Linked DNA regions of Xenopus tropicalis: region 1 is linked to region 2. A link is a contact called in public Hi-C data. All regions are on one chromosome and are shown on one strand. The core of a region is the stretch at or near the end of the contact, and the rest is flanking DNA. Distances in the headings are between cores, read along the strand shown. Region 1 has its middle 13 kb from the start of mief1. Region 2 overlaps syngr1 (synaptogyrin 1).

What was found. Hi-C and Micro-C count contacts between places; a contact is called where the count stands out from the background.
Region 1: a Hi-C map of tailbud embryo shows a contact between it and region 2, with 2.3 times the contacts expected there. The contact joins two enhancer-like sites. A contact is called at or near these places in 2 of 5 Hi-C or Micro-C datasets (brain and tailbud embryo).

Annotation. Positions count from the first base shown.
Region 1 is chr4:121,009,106-121,014,734 of UCB_Xtro_10.0, reverse strand. No RefSeq gene overlaps it. Among named protein-coding and RNA genes, the nearest start is that of mief1, 13 kb to the left of the region's middle. Within about 2 kb of position 3,589, at least 6 of the 11 cell types and tissues checked have an H3K27ac peak or open chromatin away from gene starts, as enhancers often do.
Region 2 is chr4:120,862,055-120,868,399 of UCB_Xtro_10.0, reverse strand. It overlaps syngr1 (synaptogyrin 1), which reads right to left. Exons shown (of 4, transcript NM_001016195.2): 2 at 4,298-4,535; 3 at 3,785-3,930; 4 at 1,854-2,382. The coding sequence ends at 2,170. Among named protein-coding and RNA genes, the nearest start is that of tab1, 12 kb to the left of the region's middle. Within about 2 kb of position 2,904, at least 1 of the 11 cell types and tissues checked has an H3K27ac peak or open chromatin away from gene starts, as enhancers often do.

The sequences.
Region 1 (5,629 bases), core at 2,340-4,839, 150 kb before region 2:
GATTGTGGCCTACCATTTGCTCATATACCTGCTCCAATATGTGCGTATCGCCGGGGCCGTTCACTCAGAGACATTTTGATGGTGACTGATTTGAAGCATGAACCACTTGGGACATGGTTGAAACCTGGTAAACCAGGATGCTTTAAATGTGGTGGGTGTATTACCTGTGGTTGTGTCACGGTCGGCACCCTAAACCAGAACAGATGCCAAGTTCCCTTGTCTCGGCTCGGCTTCACCAGTGTTGTGACCGCCTTTGGCTTCGGGAGGAGCCCTCAGCTACTCAGATGCCACCTGGACTTAACGAGGGGAACGAGGCAGGAGTTCTGGCAAGCAAAGGGGCACGACTGTAGATAAAGTCAGTTAGGCCGAAGATCACGGTACAAATAGGGTTAAACAAGGTCGTCGTCAGGCAGGCTAGGTCGGGGCGGGCAGCAATCAAGGATAGTCAGACAGGCAAGGGTCAAACCGGAATAATCGATACAGCAGGATGAGACGAAAACGTAGTCGAAGTACAAGCCGAGGTCAGATATGGAAAATCAGGATAGTCAGGAGCAAGCCGGGTCAAAAACACAGGAAGGCAACAAGCAGGATACAGGAACAAAATACACAAGGCTCAAAAGGCACCAGGAATCAAATCCTATCACGGGCAATCAGTAACTAAAGAAAGGCCCTTTAAATATTTCAAATTTGGCGCCATTGCGCGCTGACGTCATGCGCCGTGCGTCATGACGTCATTCGTCAGCGCGCCTGCGCCTTTAAACATGCGGAAGTGCGCGCGCGCGCACACTATGGAGGAGCAGGCACAGAGGCAGAACGGCGCGGCGGGCGTCCCCGCCGATGGCAGCGCGGCGGGCGTCCCCGCCGTGCCGGTAAGGCACACTTCCTTACAGGTTGTTTAATCACAGGCAACATATTTGCTCATCCCCACACTGGGAAAAAGTTCATGATCCGACATAGACTGACTTGTATTTCGGATCACGTTATCTATTGCATTATGTGCCCGTGTGGCCTATACTATATAGGCAAATGTGTTACATCTTTTCGGATACGAATGAATAACCATAGATCAGTGATTCGTGCAGCTTTGGCCTCTGGTGAATCTGATATCCCTCTTGCGAGACATTTTGTACAACAGAAACATTCGTTGCCCATGTTAAGGGCTATTTTGATTGACCATATCCCCCCTCTTTCACGTGGTGGGGATCGGTCCAAATTATTTCTACAAAGGGAGGCCCAATGGATCCGAAGATTGGACACTGTTGCCCCCCGTGGACTTAATGAAATGTTCTCGCCTTCTATGAATTTGCTTGGATTACTATGGAAGCAGCGTAACTTATCATCCTCATTTATATAGCTCGTTGATGCCAACATTGATATACCTTATATTGATTCCTCCCACTTGAGATCTTTGATACTACTGTGTTTTTATTATCCTTGATAAGGTTGATGATTTTTAATGTTTTAAACAAGTCCCTATATATTTACGTGCACATCTTCACTTTATTTAATTGACCCTGTTAGATGGTCATATATTGTAATTAGTTTCACCAGGTGACATGACACTATGCTATACTCTCACTTCTTTTGGTGGATGGCTCTAGAATTTTTTACTACCAGGCTTTGTTCACCCTTGGCTAGCCTTGATATCTATATTGACATTGTTATAAATGCTGCTAAGGATTGTGATATTATGGTGTTATATACTAATTCACACTGGTGATTTATACATTTTATATTTTAAATGAACCTGATGTTCAAATATCCACTTATGATATTTGGGTCTCTCATATTTGGGGTTATGTGATCATGTTCCTTTTTTGGTGAATATTATCACATTTAAAATTGAAACTATATAAGTTCACATTATGGTTAAATATGAAAATTGCTTGTGAGCACCGATTGGTTAATTCTTGTATTTATACACGCACCTCACTTCCTCCCCCATCCTGATGACGATCCTGTGGGGATCGAAACGCGTAGATGCGGTGATTTAATAAACAGATTTTTTCCTATATTTGGATGCCGTGAGTGCTTTCTATCAATGTGCTTTCTATTTTTCTGGTCAGCACCCGGCGAGTGTTTTTGATGTGGTGAGTGCCGATTTTTGTGTATTATATATATATACACAGTATATATATATATATATATTGCAAAAAGACAGGCACTCACGTATAAGTAGGTCCAAGGGAGCCTGGGTGCAGTCCCAAAATAATAGATGGAGTAGCTGTAGAGAGAGTCCGTACTCACAGGTCTTAAGAAAATATAGAGGTTTTATTCAAATCAACATCTAACGTTTCGGCTGCATCCACAGCCTTTCTCAAAGACAATGTGAAACAAACAATGGTGCACTGAAAAAAACGAATTTGGCGCCAAACAATGACGTCATAGGTGTGAATACATTAGCATACAGTGTGAAAAACCGCTCTCAAAACACATTGAATCAACAAAAAATGTTAAGATAATATGGATTAGGCATAGAACACAAACAAAAGGACTGTCAGGGGAAAGGAAAAGTGGGTGTGTATTAAAAAAGCCCGCATATGTATCTAGTGCTGAACTGCAACTCACACATGTCGCAAAGACATCCCCAAGTTATAAGTTTATAAATGTACAAAATCGAACTGGCCCAAGGAATAAGAAATAATGAGGGACAGTAGGGCAAATATACATCAAGGAGTTGCTGAAAATGAGTAAGTAACATGTCTGTTCTGTGCAGCATGTATTGCCTGACATGACTGACATGACTGTCAAATAATGCATTATATGGTGTGCCTTATGGGGAATCGGTACGCTTATTTGTAGTAAAGCTAGGACAAAGGGAATAGAAGAGGCAGATGGGAAGAAAAGAGAAAGATGTAAAATAGTAACTGAGGAGAGACAAAGTAGAGAGGACAGAGTGAGGTAATGAGAAAGGAAAGATGTCGGTGCAATGGTATGGCCGTGGGAGGGGACTCTGCGCTCCATACAGAGCAAAAGCAACGGCACCGATTAGTGCTATATTTTAGTGCTATATTTTCTTAAGACCTGTGAGTGCGGACTCTCTCTACAGCTACTCTATATATATATATATACACAAAGGATGGCACACCTTTACATAACATACCTCGGGTGCTCGGTAAAGGGTTCCAATAGTATAAAAAACACTACGTGGCATATAAAGGGTCATTTACAAAGTGTGGAGCACTACCCTAAAAAACATTATGTAGGAGAAATGGAATGAATACCTTTCTTAATGCCATTATTTTGGATCTGTGGTTGACAGTTAAGAGGATTTGTACTGTGACGGATTTATTACAAACTGTTTGTAGAGAACTCCATGTTAAAGGCAGACACATCAAACCACAAATATTTTAACAAGTGTTCTCTGAGGTCAGGGCCTTAGGTTTCGCCGGAAATGCACTGCTGATGAGGAATTTCTCACAATCCTGTAACCTGAGGGATCAGTTATCGGAGAAAGGATCTCATTGGGATAGTTTAGGGCAGTGCTGTGCAGCGTCTGTGGTATTGAGGGCTGGAATTTTTCAGGCCTACATGGTGGAGGGCCGATAACAGAAGCCAGTTCCACTTTATTAAACAAACTGGGCTGCACAAAGGACCTCCAGTGGCTCAATTGGTAAATGCACCAGCAGTTTAGAGAACAGTGCAGGGATTAAATCCCAGCAAGTATTGACACAGTCTCGGCTAAGTTCTTCTCGGGATTGCTAAAGTATACTTGTTTGAGGGCAATGTGGCTTCTAAGTATCCATGAAGTGCCAGTGTAGCCTTCACTTATACATTTCCTTAGATGTTATCAGCTTTGAGGGATCATTTTTTCTTTTCTCCAGTTTTCCACGCTCTGTTTGAATAAGTGGGGGGCATTGTCTCTTGGTGCTGTCATTTGTTTTCTTTTCCCTCACTGTTTCATTATGCATGGTTTGGTATGTTCACTGTTCAGTGTAGTCAAGAGAGAATGACAGGTCTCTTTCCCTTTACATGATCCAGCCAAGATTGATGTTGGTGGTGCTATTGGTCTCACTGAGTGTTAGCTAGGCAAACCCATCACAATAGGTTTTTGTCTGTTGTGGAGGAGGGACTTTTCCTGGGATGTGTATGAACTTACACATTCATAGCTAGTTTGGATAGCGCAGACAGTTAGGATAGCTCTGGCAGCACAGGTGCCATTAGGTACATAGTAAGGATCTGCAGCAGTCACCTCTGTAATCCTCAGTCAGGCATGGTTCAGTAGGCAGAAGAGCCTTTATTCCTACGTTCAGGCAATCTGAGGAGTTTGACTAATGCCAGAGGGGCTGCTGTAAGATGCTATAGTCACTATTCACTATTTATTGGGCTGACGGGGGCTGTTTAGGCCTCTGTTCACCTTGTATGCCAAGAACTACTTTGAATCCCAGTCCAGACTGAATCCCAGTCCCACTTCAGGCTACAGTACCCATCGAGAATGCTGGTGGGAATATGGCAATACAATCAACATATACACCAAGGTGTACCTTACTACGTCTTTGGTAGAGAACACCCACTCATTCAAATCTTGACTAGTCCACATTATAAAGTGGTTCCTCATAAGCAGTTTTAGCTTGCATGAGACATATTGTTCTCAGACTTTCTGATTACACTTTCCTTGTGACCTTTCATATCCCTTCTCTTGTTCTACTCCCACAAGAAAGCAGATAATAAGACAGACATAAGGGTTGATTCACAAAAGTGCGATAAGTGTTATTGCATGCTTTTTTGCGTTAAAATTGACTCTAAAAAATTTGCTAAAGTATTATCGCATGCGTTAAGTCGCATATTGCGTGCATTAAATAGCGCGCAACTGAATGCGTTAATTTTAACTAGCTAAATATCGCATTAGTCTGTGCAAAAATGAACACCTACTTGGGGCAGGCGGTAATTATAGAAAAGTACAGTTCATGAGCTTTGGCAACACAATATGGACTTTGCAGTGGGATTTATTCAAGTCTGTGTTGGCCCTAGAGTGATGCAGCCTCCAGTTTGCAGGGAAATGGGCATTTTCAGAACAGTAGTTTTCTGAAAGTAATGGCGTGCATGGCTAATATGGCGTGCGTTTTTTCGCACACGGTGACAATTTGTGCGCGCTGCGTTAATTAGTGCGCGTTGCGTCAAATACCGCACGAAAATAGTCTTTGCGACTTAAATAATGCAAACAGCATCGCGTCTAAATTAACGCAAATATACTTTTAGTGAATCATGCGTTAAGACACGAAAAATAAGATGCAATAGGGCTGATTCACTAAAGTGCGATAAAATTTATAGCACGTTTTTTTGCGTTAAATAAGATGCGACAATTAACGCGTGATTCACTACAGCATTACTGCATGCGGTAAGTCGTGCATCGCATGCGCTAATTCACGCGCGTTAATTTGATCGCAATGCGGTAATTAGCGAATGAAAAGAATGTTTGTGAAAATGATTCACAAACAGTAAGGCGTGCTAAATATCGCATTAGTCTGTGCGAAAATTAACACCTACTTCAGGCAGGCGATAAATATAGAAAAGTACAGTTAATGAGCTTTTGGCAATAAAATATGGACTTACAGTGTTATTTATTCAAGTCTGTGTCTTTTTACTCAATTTTACTAAACTCTTGGCATGTATGGATTTTCACTACTAT
Region 2 (6,345 bases), core at 1,655-4,154:
ATGTTAAAAGTAAATCTCAGGGATATTCTCTTAATATATAGCATATTTTTGTTTTGAATAGGACTTTTTTTTAGTCTTTTTTGTAAGCACAGGATTCTAGCACAAAACAAACAAGATCAAATGAATAAAATAAACGATAAATATTTTAATACTTTTATGTTATCAGTAGTGTAACACCAAATGTCCCTGAATAAAGCTCTTTGATATTTTCTGTGCAAAATATTCCATGGCTTTACTATCTCTTGTACGCTAAACAGGATTTAATATCACATGTACCATTTATTTCTTTTAGAAAATGACAATGCTGAGCAAGACACATAGATATTTGTGGAAGCATTACAAAAGGCCTTTGTTCTCTGCTTTTTGCGCAATCCAAATCCTGTCCCACTATCACTATCAAGGCAAACTATCTGTGTTGTGGAACTCCCTGCACCCTTACTGCCGGAAGCTAGTGAGCAAAGTAGAGCTGCAATTTTACGACTGTTGGAGAACCAACTGATCTTATTGTTGGTGTAGTGTCACCTGATGACCATATAGTATTTGTGTGTCACACACAACCTGGCACTACTCACGTAGGGACATCACACTAAGCAGGTAATTACTTAATTGGACATTACCTTCATATATCCCACACATTGCTCAAAGTACATTATGTATGATGCTTGCCAATTAAGCCCTATAGAGCTAGTCAAAGATGGCTCTTATTTGCAGCCAAATTCTGTGTAATCAAGGACAGATCATTTTACATTTTCATTTTAATGAATAAATGGGCTGGATATGTATATATTACCTGTACAAATTACAGAATGTCTTGTAATTTTATGTATTCATTAATCCAGTGATATTTTTTACTGTGGAAATCCATATCTGTCATCTTTTGGAAACGTATTTTTGACAATATTTTTGCTAAAGCACGGAAGCAAAATGGCATAGGTGCCATTAGTTTCAGGGTGAAGCCAAAAGGGCTAAATAACATTAATAGTAATAAATGCAGCAATTAATAGCAGCAATTTTACAAAGTACAATTTCTTTTCTTGCCACGAGCCCATTCACTCTCTACTGAATCAAAAATTTTGCAACAAAAATTGTGGAAACCAAACAATGACTAAACTAAAGTATCTTAGAACGCCAAACCTTTATAGAAAATAGCTTTTATATGAAAATGGGTATTCAGAAGACTAGCATATTTATATGTTAAAGGCTTTAGAACTCAGAACAAGAGATCGTGTGAGACTGGTCCAATCCAAGGCTCATAATCGCTTCTGATCCTCGGGGATTCAGACCAAAAGCTTCAGTGTGCTACAACTACTGCTCGATTCTCGCAGAACTTTACAACTGAATTGGGAGTACTTGTGAGTAAGTACTATTTTACCTATTTGGGTCTTAGCAAGTTCTATATATTATATTATAGTCTGCAAATATTAAAGCAAACCTTGTTATATAAAATATATAATGTAACGCATGGCTCCTATTTTTGTAACTCCCACTGGAATGGCTGCTGTCCGGAGGGAGTTAAATATCTACTGTGTTTTTACACCAAAGATGTTCTAAAGAAATTAAGCTATTTGAAACATAATAGCTTCCCTATATATTTGCATTTGTGTTGCATTCGCTGTAGCTCTAACATAGGAAAATCTCATGGGGTCTGGGAGACTAATAAATAAGCTACCGGTATATTCTTTTCTGTATTCTGTTGCTAACCCTCTATAAATACAGAAATACACTTAACTCTCTAGTAGAATCTATATTTAAATTAAACTGCATGTGGAATAAGTTGTTATAATTTACAATATAGAAATTTGTCCAGTGAAAGGGTTTTTATGGCCCAGAGAATACTAAGAATTGAAATGGGCAAAAGTCCTATCATTTTAATGAAAACAGACACACAAAAATAGCATGGTTACAAAAAAAAAAACCTGGAAACCACAAGGAATTGGATTGGCAAAACTGCAATAATTCCAAAAATAACAATCAAAATGATAACAGGCAAGAAAAATCAAGTATTTTTAAACTAACCAAAAATAAATATACTCTCTCCCTCACCCTATGGTAAAAAATAAGAATGTTTTGTAACCCTTTTGCTATCAAAGAGGCCAGTGCCTTTAAAGGAAATAAAAACCACAAAGAGTTCCTAACATCTCAGCCAGGGACATTTGTTTTTGGGGGCCTTCAGTAATCCTGGGTCTGGTAACCTTGTGAGCCAGCATCATAGGCATCTGAGGGAGGCTGCTGATAACCTGCAGAGGGATCTAAGTCTTCATTGCTGGCATAAGGGGGATAAGGAGGCCCTTGGTCTTGGCTTGGGTCCATGTAGTCCTGAGAAAACAGCGCAGAGTCGGAGCCCAGACGGTATCGTTGATAGGCTAGCACAGCTTGTCCCGCCTTTGTGTAACGGATAGGAGAGGGTAAAGTGGGTGAGGATGTGCGGTGAACAAAAGGGACATAGGAGGAGGAGAAGACAGAGACAGACACCCATCACCATGGTTAGTATTTGTTAAATCAGAAAATTAAAAATAAAGAAGTTTCACATATTTCTAATAACTATGAGTGCACCTTTATTTGTTCTCCCTTGGCCTTTATCAGCATTTACTTCCTGAGATAAGTGATGTACTGCAGAAGTGAGATGCACATAAACAAATAAATATTATATAGTGTAAACAGTGGCAATAATTCTTTCTGCCCACAGAGATGTGTGCAGGGCAGCAAGTGAAATTCCAGTCAGACTACACCAATGTTAGCAGACATAACTGTGTGCAAACAATATAAGAAGCAGAGACATATTTTTCTGGAAGGAGTTTACTATGTGATCTGTATTATTTTAAAATGACTTTACAGGCCACACAGAGCAATTTTGTTTGCGGCTGCCCTCAGGTGGAGAACAATCACCCCCTCTGCTTGCTGTCTATGAATAGCAATGACTGTATTGTATGCTCATGTCTGGACGTCTGCCTGTGATCACTCCGTGTGCTTCAGACAGGGTGCTTTCCCTCCTGGAGTATTCAGTGTTTTCTGTCTGAGGGCAACAGCAGACAAATTCCCCTGGTACCATAGTCCATACTAAAGACTGGAGCTCTTTGGAACATGGAAGGTGCAATGTAAAACTTGGCAATATTCACATGTATATGGGAAATATGGCATGTTTTGTTTGCAATCTCATCTTGGCATTAAGGCAGACTTTTTAGACTGCCTCTTCTAAGGCTTTGCCCGAAATGCTAAAATACTGATATGTACATGTCCTGCCAGTGTATTGCTGCAGGATGTAAACCACGCCACATCTGTGGGAGTACAATAAAAAAGGCTTTGGCATCAGCATCACCATACTAGCCCATTAGTGGATAGTATAGTTAAATAACTACAACAGAAACCCTGAAACACTATAATAAAGAAATTATTGGCACATAGAGGCTGAAGCATTGAAGAGCAGTGCACCCCTTCATTTGTTAATCATACATTAAGGGAAGGACTGGGGGGTAGGGGGGAAAAGTCTGTTGTACTCCTCCTGGAAGACAATTTCTTTCAGATGCTGGTGCCTCAGCACTGCTATGAAGGCCTGTGGGAGGGATAAAGTTATAAGAAAATAAGATCCATTTCTTAATTCAAAAATTCTAATTACCCACAGCAGTCAGGCTGAAGGATGTCATGTGCAGTTACCTGGGTAGCTGCTTAAAAAGAGCATTTGTTATGTGACAAGGACCACCTAAACGACATACTGCATACATAACAAATTATACTGGCTTCCCTTATCCCTTATTTAGTGTAGAATAAAAAACACAAATCTACTTACCCAAGTGAAAATGGAGAAGAAGGAAAATGCGATGGCTGCTCTTGCAGCATCTGCTCCTTCATTCATGGGGTTGTCATTTGGGTTGGAAACCTGCCACTGATTGGCTAAGAAACAGAAGCCAACAAACCAAAAGAATGCCCACAGACCTAGAATGGGAGAATAAACAGAAAGATGAGATGAGGCGAGGGGTTCAATTTAAAATCAATTATGTGAATCAGTTACAAAAAGAAAAATGTTAACACATCCCAATCAAAGCAAATACAAGAGGGATAGGAAGCTTAGATGCACACCATGGAACCTTCCAGAGCAAACATGGAAGAGTGGGAGGGTAAAATGAAAAATCAAAGCAGGGTAACATGGACTTAATCTTAGTAATTAAAAAAAGTCAGTCATTGTTAATGAGCCTGTTACAGTAATGTGACATTATTCAGAAAATGAAAGGTATGAGCAGACATATGAGGGGACAACAGTGAACATGGATGGAAATGATGGACAAGGGTAGTTCCGGCTCACCAGACACAGCAATATCCGATATGACAGTTTTTTTACGGTCCTTGACACTGCTTATTTGTGGGAAGTAGACATCTACTGCTAGGTACAGCAGGCAGGTTAGGAATGCAAGCACCCCTACAGTCACCCCATAGGCGCAGGCACTTGAATTTCGGTTGAAGATGCAATGCTCTTCCGCTTCAGTTGAAGCATTTATGTATCCTTCATTAATAATGCAGCCAAATACCACTATGGAGAAGACCTGAAGAAAAAAGAGAATGGATAAAGAATTTACATATAAAACCATAACATTCAGCCGTGTTCTTTGTTTTCATGAATGACTCTCTCATAAAAGCAGCAGCAATGCCAGACACATAGGGGCTGATTTACTAACCCACGAATCCGACCCGAATTGGAAAAGTTCCGACTTGAAAACGAACATTTTGCGACTTTTTCGTATGTTTTGCGATTTTTTCGGATTCTGTACGAATTTTTCGGATCCAATACGATTTTTGCGTAAAAACGCGAGTTTTTCGTATCCATTACGAAAGTTGCGTAAAAAGTTGCGCATTTTGCGTAGCGTTAAAACTTACGCGAAAAGTTGCGCATTTTTCGTAGCGTTAAAACTTAACGCTACGAAAAATGCGCAACTTTTCGCGTAAGTTTTAACGCTACGCAAAATGCGCAACTTTTTACGCAACTTTCGTAATGGATAGGAAAACTCGCGTTTTTACGCAAAAATCGTATTGGATCCGAAAAATTCGTACAGAATCCGAAAAAATCGCAAAACATACGAAAAAATCGCAAAGTACCGATCATTACGAAAAAACGCAATCGGACTCCATTCGACCCGTTCGTGGGTAAGTAAATCAGCCCCATAAATTAGTGTAGGATTGGTGGCCAGCTGCTCATTTTCAGCTATATAGCTTCAGTCCCACTCAGTAGAAAATGGAATTTTAAGGGGTAGATACCCCTTTCCCAAAAAGGTAACCCTAAAACTGTGTGCAATAAAGGAAGTTTCATCCATCATTTGAATAATAAATTGAAGCCTTGCCAAAATCTATGTGAGCCCCTTACTAATAAACATAAAAAAATTAAAACAGTTGGGGAGCAACACAATCATGAAAAAAGCGGTGACCAATAAGGGTTGTGGTTGGTTATTTGGTAGCCCAATGCCAATGGCAGCCTACAGAAAGCTCTCCGTGGCAGTCCACATGGCCCTTATGCCTCCAAAACTTGTCTCCAAGTCAGAAATTTAAAATGGGCACCTGCTTTGGGGCGACTGGGAGCAACAGCAAAAAGAGTTTGGCGAGCTTATAACCCTAACTATAAATTGTTACTGCTAGTAAGTAGGGATGTACCAAATCTACTATTTTGTGATAAGGCCGAACAGTTCAGTGTTAAAATAAAATTGGGTAAAATAGACAGACTGCACAAAATAAAAAACATAGTTAGTTAGGCAAAAATGTAATCTATAAAGGCTGGAGTGGGCAGATATCTAACATAATAGCCAGAACTCCTCCTTTACAGCTCTCTAAGCTGTTAGCAGTCAGTAACCAATCAGTGACTTGAGGGGGCCACATGGGACATAACTGCTCAGTTATTTTGCATTTGAATCTGACCTGCGTGATCACAAACTAACTGAACAGTTATGTTCCATGTGGCCCCCCCTAAAGTCACTGACTAACTAAGAGGTTAGAGAGCTGAAAGCAGGAAGTAGAGTTCTGGCTATTATGTTAGACATCTGCTCACTCCAGCCTTTATAGATATTTATATTTTTTATTTTGCGCAATCTATCTATTTTACCCATGTTCATTTTTACACAGAACTGTTCCTTTAATTGCACCCAATACAATTCAGCTGGTGCTCTGCATACTTGTGTTAATTCCTGCATTCATGGTGAATCTAGCACAATGTAGAGAGTGCCTGTGCCTAAAGCTGAGCTCTGTCCTCTGCATACATACATGGGTGCAACTCCTTCATTCAGGAAGCACAAAGAGATGTGCCTTTATGTATCAGGTACCACACAGGGGTATTTCACCTTTTGTTGTTATGGGCATCACCAGCCTTAC